Linked DNA regions of Mus musculus: region 1 is linked to region 2. A link is a contact called in public promoter capture Hi-C data. All regions are on one chromosome and are shown on one strand. The core of a region is the stretch at or near the end of the contact, and the rest is flanking DNA. Distances in the headings are between cores, read along the strand shown.

Evidence for each region. Promoter capture Hi-C pulls out the DNA fragments that hold promoters and counts their contacts.
Region 1: a contact with region 2 is called in a promoter capture Hi-C map of pre-B cells. The contact joins the enhancer-like site here to the promoter of Hepacam in region 2. A contact is called at or near these places in 2 of 39 promoter capture datasets (the HPC-7 cell line and pre-B cells), 2 of 115 datasets of contacts at active chromatin or transcription factors (double positive thymocytes and embryonic stem cells) and 3 of 9 other capture datasets (adipose tissue, liver and pancreatic islet).

The regions. Positions count from the first base shown.
Region 1 is chr9:37,227,966-37,231,862 of GRCm38.p6, reverse strand. It overlaps Slc37a2 (solute carrier family 37 (glycerol-3-phosphate transporter), member 2), which reads left to right. Exons shown (of 19, transcript NM_001145960.1): 19 at 207-2,714. Among named protein-coding and RNA genes, the nearest start is that of Tmem218, 22 kb to the right of the region's middle. Within about 2 kb of position 1,827, at least 137 of the 459 cell types and tissues checked have an H3K27ac peak or open chromatin away from gene starts, as enhancers often do. A contact at or near this core is called in adipose tissue, double positive thymocytes and pre-B cells, where this site is marked.
Region 2 is chr9:37,365,514-37,369,645 of GRCm38.p6, reverse strand. Hepacam (hepatocyte cell adhesion molecule) reads right to left here and starts at 2,040. Exons shown (of 7, transcript NM_175189.4): 1 at 1,885-2,040. The coding sequence starts at 1,969.

The DNA.
Region 1 (3,897 bases), core at 578-3,077, 140 kb after region 2:
GGCACAGAGAGAATGAGATAGGGAGTGATGCTTTTTGTGAAGTGGCCAAATGTGGCAGAAACACTTTGTTTCCCATATTATTCTGGCTTGTTAGTGCCTGCCCAACAAGTAAAGGGGAACCCTAATTACGAACAGTAGACATGAAAGGCAGAAGCTTATTAAGTTGTGGCTTACTTTCTCTTCCATCCCACCCTCTGTTCATGCAGGTACAAACAAATTTGAGGCCTCAATTGGAAGAGCAACATGGGCCACCCCTGCTGGGTACCCAACTTATGAGCAAGAGAATGGAAGCTTCCATCACAGGGAGAGGCAAAGCCTCCTGATCTAACTGGTCTAGCCCCAAGCTACATTGCCACTAAGGAAGGGTACAGAAAACTCTATGGGAAGGGGCTGCTGAGCACCAAGCATGGGAACATGGCAGACTTCAAGGCCTGAGCTCTGGGAACTGCAATCAGAAGGAATGGGCTGAAAGCAGAAAGGAAGGACAGGTTCAGACTCTTGCTTGTTTGGATTCCAAGGCCTGGAAAAGGTGCATCTCTCCTTCCCATGTTAAATTATAAACCTCTGTAATTATCCTGTACCTATGAGGGATTTCACCTTGTTTCAAAGGTGCTGGGCCTCTCTCTCTCTCTGTTTCTGTCTCTGTGTCTGTCTCTGTCTATGAACTATTCTTTCTGTATTTCTCCAAGTAGGACCCTGTTGATCTATCCTCCACTCGATCCTGTTGATAACTCAGCCACTTTGAAGCATTAGTGCTGCCTTTGCAGAGTCAAGGCTTGGATGGGGTACGGGAGCTGTCATAAGTACTAAATGTAGGGGAACTTGCTCTCGGGCTCTTGACCGTGTCCACCCTCAGAGCCCAGTACCTTCCTTGCCTCACTCTTAAGATGCCTCAGTGGATGAAGACATCAGGGTCAGTTTGGTGAAGACTAAGGTGTTGTATACAACTGCAAATGCCAGTGTGAATTAAGCACTGGGTGCTCAAGTCATGACAGCTGTCCTTTAAGAACAAACAGGAAGTGGCTATGGGAAGAACTTAACCCTGAACATAGGTGCCAAGTTTAGCAAGAAATGAAGATACCACTGGAAACATCTGCGTAACTGCTACTGAGCAGTTGCTAGGAGACACCTTGCAGCCACCCTCTGCCTGGTGTTCTGATGCCCCTTCCTTCCGCTCTTGAGTCCTGGTTCACGACATGCCAGGCTGACTCCTGGCATTTCCGCCTGACCTCTAAGCTGCCCATCAGCACCAATACAGATTTCCTTTGCCAACTGTGCCACTGCTTATCCTTGGTAGGGCCTGGCATAGCAGCAGCCATGGGGCTCGTGAGGGGCAGTAAAGCATTGTCACATGAACAACAAAGATTGGTGTTCTGGGGCTGCGACAGCTGTCTTTCCCAGAGGGCATTGCTCATGACATTGATAACACTGTGCAATCCAGCAGGAGCCTAGACCCCCATACAAGATACATCCATTGCATTTACTAGGATGTTGTGTCAGTCAGTGTGTTAGCTAGATACACTGGCCTCAGCAATAAAATATAAAGCTCACTTGCCTGGTTCTCACTTTAGTCCTGCAGGAAGCAGTCAGTCAGGCACATCTTATCCTCAGGACCTGGTACAGGGCAGGGGCTGGCACATGGTAGTCTGCTCAGTGTTCACAAATCCCTCAAGACCAGAAAGACTGACCTTATGTGGAAAGGACAGACTTTAAGGCAAAGCTGTGTTACTTCTGTAGGCCACTAGATGGTGATAGCATCCCGTAGTAGAGTCCAGGGCAGGCAGGGTTGCTATTCCTTCCTCTGCAGAGAAGGAAGACTCTGCTTTCCTGACACAGCCTCTTGAGAGATCAGTGTGGGAGGAGTGGTTCTAGGAGGTCTTCTCTATCTCAGCCTCATTACTTACCACATTCTTCCTGTCTCCTCATCTACACAGGGGAATAACATTGCTCAAGGCATGGGACTGGTGTGAAGGGAGATAAGTGTTAGTCACACTTGCTGCTCTTGTCTCCTTTGCAGAGAAGACAGACTATGAAAATAGAAACAACACAAGCTACAAAGCAATGACCTCAGTTGAGGGCTACATCATTCATTAGTTCAGACCTGATGCGACAGGACTGGTGGGCAGGGCCAGTAGGGGCGATCCTGGTGGCTTCACGTGTGACAGTATTTGAAGGAAGAATCCAAGGGCCTTGGATGATCAATATGAAAAGGCAGTGAGAAGCAGAAGACAGAAGAAGCTAATATAAATCTTGTCATGCTGTCCTATGCTGGGATAAGGACCAGAGCATGGACACACGCACACATGCACTCCAGGCAGGCAAGAGAGTCATTAGAAAGCTTCAAAAGATTTGTGAGAGCCCAGAGCCAGGCTTCAAAAATGAAGGCTTAGGCTGGAGGTGTAAGAAGAGGGTTGGAGAAAACCCCAAAGGCTGAGGATCACCACCCCCATGGACCGTTCTGCACTCGCTTGCCAGGCCAGGTTCTCTGCACCCTCCTCATCCCCCCAACACGCCAGCTCTGCGCACAGTTTGTTCACTAGAGGCCTGGTACCTGTCTTCTCTCAGGCCTCTGCACTCACACGGGGCTAATGCAGGAACATTACCTTAATTAGTTATTCATTTAATTTAACTTCACATTTGGTCTCAATTAAGCTTAAAATGTTCTTCCTTATAGATGCTACAATAGCACGTGTAATTAAAAGGCAATAACTCTTTGTGTTTCTCCTTTAGAGACCCACTGGGAGGCTGGGCTAGTGTGTATGAGGAGTGGCAGGTGGGAAGTAGCTGGAAGGGAAAGAGCCTCTTGTAGAGCTGAGAATTTTAAGGCTTCACTGAAGGAGTGAGGAAGGACCTAAACATGGGACCAGACAGAGGGTGGGGAGGGCCGCTGCAGGGAGCCATGAGACCTAGACAAAGCAACCGACCTTGTCCACGAGGCTATGGGAATAAGGGAGGTTTGGGGGTGGAAGGAGGCCATCCTTACAGCTAAGAAATGGAACCCTATATCCTGTAGAAGGTGTAATGCCTCCCCCCCCCCAGACTGTCTACACCCTAATTCTTAGATCCCATAAATATATTGTGCTACATGATAAACGAGACTTCTTGAGATGGGTTGTCAACTGAGCCCAGGATAACTACAAGGCTCTCATGAATGACAGTGAGGCAGGGGTGGAAAACAGTGGAAGATGTTACATTGCTGATTTCTGAATGCAGAAAGGGCTCATCAACCCTGGAATGTGAGGGACTTCTAGAAGCTAAAGAATGCAAATAGGTCCTCCCCTAGAATCTCTCCTACAGTATTGTCCTTAGCCCTGTGAGACAGTAAGATAATACATGTGCATTGTTCTAAGCCATGTGAAGTTTGTAATGTTTTACAGCAGCAATAGCAAACTCATACGCATCATTAGTGCAAAACAGGCATGACCGACTTACAGTCAGAAGCATAGAAAAACTGGAGCTCCCAGTGCTGGGAAGCTGGCTCAGTGGGTAAAATGCTTGCCGGGTAAGCATGAGGACCCGAGTTTGACTCCCAGAACACGCTCGAAGAAGAAAAGTATGGGGGCAAGTTAATTGTCCAGCACTCGAGAGGCAGAAACAGGAAGATAGTAAGCTCCAGACAGTGAGAATTTACCTAAGACAAACAAAAATCAAGATGGATGGCATCTGACAATGACACCTGAGGTTAACTTATGGCCTCCACATGCATACATATCCACCAGGCATGTGCACGTGCATGAGCCAAAAACCTCAAAGATTAACAGGTATACAGGGGTGGCCACATAGCACCGAGTACAGCAGCATCCTTACCATCCTTTTAGAAATAACTCTAAAGGGGATGTGCCCTCTTTTGGCTGCTGCACAGTGCCCCAATCAGAGCTCATCAATGACATCATCTTT
Region 2 (4,132 bases), core at 791-3,290:
ACAAAAACTTAAATGTTGGAGTTTGTCTGTTCCAGGAGCTCGAATTTTCCAAAATAAAACTGTAAAGATGGCAGAGACCTCTTTCAGAATTTGTACTTTTATGGCTTGATACAATAACAGTACAATAGTCTATGGCCCAACATTTAGCTCTCATAGGTTATAGCTAACATTGTTTGTTTTGGAAAGGATCTTATGTAGCCCAGGCTGTACTCAAACTCACTGTATAGTCAAAGACGGCCTTCGGCCCCTGATCCTCATACCTCTCTCAAGTGCTGAGATTACAAGCATACACCACCATGCCTGCCTCATAACTAACATCTTATTGGCATAGTTTATAATTAAAAAATAGCTTTGATGTGGGCTAACCTACATCTCCTCAAACTCACATGCTGAAGTCCTCCTAATCTCCACCCCAAGCCCTGCACCTCACAATCCGATTTCTTTTGGCAGTGGGGTCTTTTCAGAGACAAGGAATTAAGATGAGGTCATACTGTAGTAGGGTGGATCCACTTCCGCACAAGTCCTTGTAAGACTGGGACATTCGAACACTGACACGCAAACAGGAAAACGCCACCTGAAGGCTGGAATTTTGCTGCCACAAGCCAAAGAAGCCTGGGACAGATCTGTCCTTAGTGCTCTCAGAGGGAGTGTGGCATGTCGGTACTTTGATCTCTAAGGTCTGCTTTTCAGAACTGCAAGACACCAACTTTCTGCTACCTAAGCCGCCTAGTCTGTGTTATTTTGTTTCATGGGCTCAGAGGAATGAAATCGGCCTCCATCCTCATCTATTTTGCCTTGTTTCTCCTTCAGTGCCTCACTGAAGACCAAGAGATCTAAAAAGTAAAACTCACCCTGCCAGTTCCCAAATCAAAGATCATGCAGCGTCCCCATCGACCATTTATAGACTCAGTCTCATTTTCTGAGAAAGGTTTACAAGGCTTCTACTGAACTCAGTTCACACTTTTCCCTAAGCAATGCTGAACTTCTGGGCTCCGCCTAAACACACGATACTATTTCAAGCTCTTGACCTTTGTCCCAACAATAATCTCGCTCACGCTCCTACCTATTTTCCCCGTCTTCTGAGATTCAGTGCATACTTTCTATAAGGAAACATTCCCTGGGTCTCAACGCCCACCAGCATCCTGCCCCACCAGCCCCAGCATCCTGCCCCACCAGCCCCAGCTTCCTGGATGGAGGCAGGTGACTTTTTTTTTTTTTTCTGATTCCTGCTTTTTGTTAAAATGATCTATGTATCCGCTTGCCACATTAAGATGTGCATTTCTAGGTTCCCTGTAATTGTGTGTATGAACATATAAATATCTACAGTACTTAAAATAAGACCAGTTCTCTATAGTGTTACTAGGGGGCGCTACAAGAGGTAGGTGTCTATGGCTTGGAGTAAATTATGACTAGGACTGACTGCTATCCTAAACCAGGAGGCTCATTATCTACAAAGTTTCTTTCATCTTTCACGATGTTTGACACTCAGAGAAGCCACAGTAGAGGTTTGGGAGGTGCAAAACCAAGATTTCCCCTCCCCCTTCTCCCACCAAGAGCTCACATAAGCCCTTAAAAAGAATGCTGGTCTGGCCCACGCCAGCAAGTCATCCCATAAGAAGTGGCATGATGCCTTTCCAGCTAATGTACTGAATGCCGTGGGCGCTCCAAAGTCATGCAGCCTTTCGGGGAGGGGGCCGGGGGCCAGGCGGGAAGCACAGGGAATGAACAGATATATTCAACATTGACTCCTGAATTCACTGAGATGCTTCCCACGGCCACTGAGCGCTCTCCCCTCCTCCAGCCCCGAAGGTATCAGGCTCTGCTCTCCCCTTCCCTCTGTCAAATGCCCCCCAGTTCTTTTCTCTAGACCCTCTGATCTCTTACCTGGCTGGATGAGAAGCAGGTAGACAAAAGGAGAGAGGCGCAGAGCCCTGGAGGCTCTTGACAGGGCTCCCCTTTCTCTCTTCATTTTGGGTGGCGTTCTCCAGCTCTGGTGCAGACAATTAGCATGATTTCTCCACTCCGGGCACGTCCCTTTGTACCACTCGGAGTTTCTCTGCCCGAGCACAACCCTGCCAACTTCCCTCTGAATACACAGAGCTCTGTGTGTTGCTGGCCTTGTTCTCTCCTCTCGCTTTGCTCAGACCTAGCATTTTCTACTTTCCAAGCCCTTCGCCCCTTAGTTTGGACAGGAGTATCTGTTTAGATGTTAATAGCAGGTTCCATCCTATGGGGCTCAGGTGGTCCAGTGGTTCTTGGCTTGTCTTTCAATAAAGTCCCACTCCCAAGGCAGAGGCAGATCTGGGCTCATAAATGTGTTCCAATTTAGAAGGCTCCACCTCACATTCCTCCTTCTGTTTCAGGACGGACTTCTAATAAGAGAGAAAAGGTGGCCGGGTGGGTATGGGAGGGGGTGTTTTTTGGATATCTCGAGAAATGAGAGACGTCAAAGAATTACTGAAGAAGTGGTGTTTTAGCCCACAAGAAGAAAATTGGAAAAGGGTTTGATTTCGGTTACTTTCATGCCTGTTCTAGTTGGGATTGTCTCTTATCACAGGTTCAGATAGATGCTGGGAGTGTCTTTCCAGAGTCCACTGTCATCCCCTTCCCTGCAGTCAGTGCTCTAGGACATGTCAGAGTAAAGATGAGGTTAATGCTCCACACTCCGGCACCCTTGGGTTCTCCCATCAGTGTGATAGCCTAGCCTGCCTCCTGGCCATGCCTTCTCATAAAACGCTCGGTAACTCTGCAGTAATGGAATGGACTCAGTATCTTTGAGCCCTTGAGTTTTACCTCTGTAAAATGGCTAAAACAATGGCCTCCCCGGAGGAATTGTTGGGAGGATTGGTGAAGGTTGCTACAGAACACCCAGCAAATTCTTAGTTAGGAGAAATCATTTAAGTGAGTGTGCCGGGCTCACCCGTAGTCCCAGCACTAAGGAGGCAGAGGCAGGAAGACTGGGAGTTCAAGGCCAATCTGAGGTTCACAGTGATACCCCTGTTTCAAAAAACCGAAACAGGGGCACGCCTGTGATCTCAGCACTTGCAGGGTTGAGCCCTTGGAAAACTGCTCTGAGTTTGAGACAAGTTTGGGCTACATCATGAGTTCCAGGCTGAGCTGGGCTGCAACATGAGACCCCCATCTCAGCAGAATGAAACAGAAACCCCAAATGAATCAACAAAACACCAAAAAAGGGCATTTTATTTCTATTTTATTTTTCTTAGTTACACATGAATATACTTAATCTTAAAGTAAAAATTAGTCTATGTTGATAGACTTAAAATTTGAAAGCCACCCATCAGGCTTCCCCCCTAGTTTTAGTTCCCCCCCTTTAATTTTATGCTAAAACATTTAAATTAAGACAGAATTCATATATCAGGAAATTCACCCTTTTAGAATGTACAGTTCAGTGGCTTTAGTATTTTCACAAGGTTCTGAGACTACCACAAATGTCTAATTTTAGTTAGCTTTCCCTATGTAACACTTCTATTCTTAGTTGTCACTAACTGTATTTCCTCTCCCCAGCCCCATCTACTTTCTGTCTATTTTGCCTGTTGTAGGTATGCTATCTCCGTGACACCATACCACGTGGATTTTGCCTATATGGGTATGCTATCTATATTGATGGCACCACACCTGTTTATGGAACTTTTTATGGAGCTCCCAAACTGTTTTCCAAAGAACCTAACTCATTTACATTCTCGCTAGCAGTTCCCAGGTGGCACTGTAGGACACTTCCCATTGTTGTTTGTCTGTGTTCTTGAGACAGATTGCTTTCCAGCTAGCTATGTAGTGAGGATGGCCTTGGACTCCTGATCTTCCTGCTACCACGTCACTCGTATTGGAATTTCAAGTATGCACCACTCTGCCTTATTTTATCAGCCCTCTCCCTTTTAAAAAAGCAACTTAAAAATATTTTTTAATCCTTTGACTACTTTCTACATGTATATAGTATATTTTGTTCATTTCCCCCTCCCATTACCTTCTCTTATCCCCCCCCCCCCCAAAATCATCTGAGAAGGCATTCTTCCCAAGAAATCTTCCTCCTTCCTCCTAATTTCATATCTTTGGGTGTGTGTGTGTGTGTGTGTGTGTGTGTGTGTGTGTGTGTGTGTGTGTGTGTATGACCAAG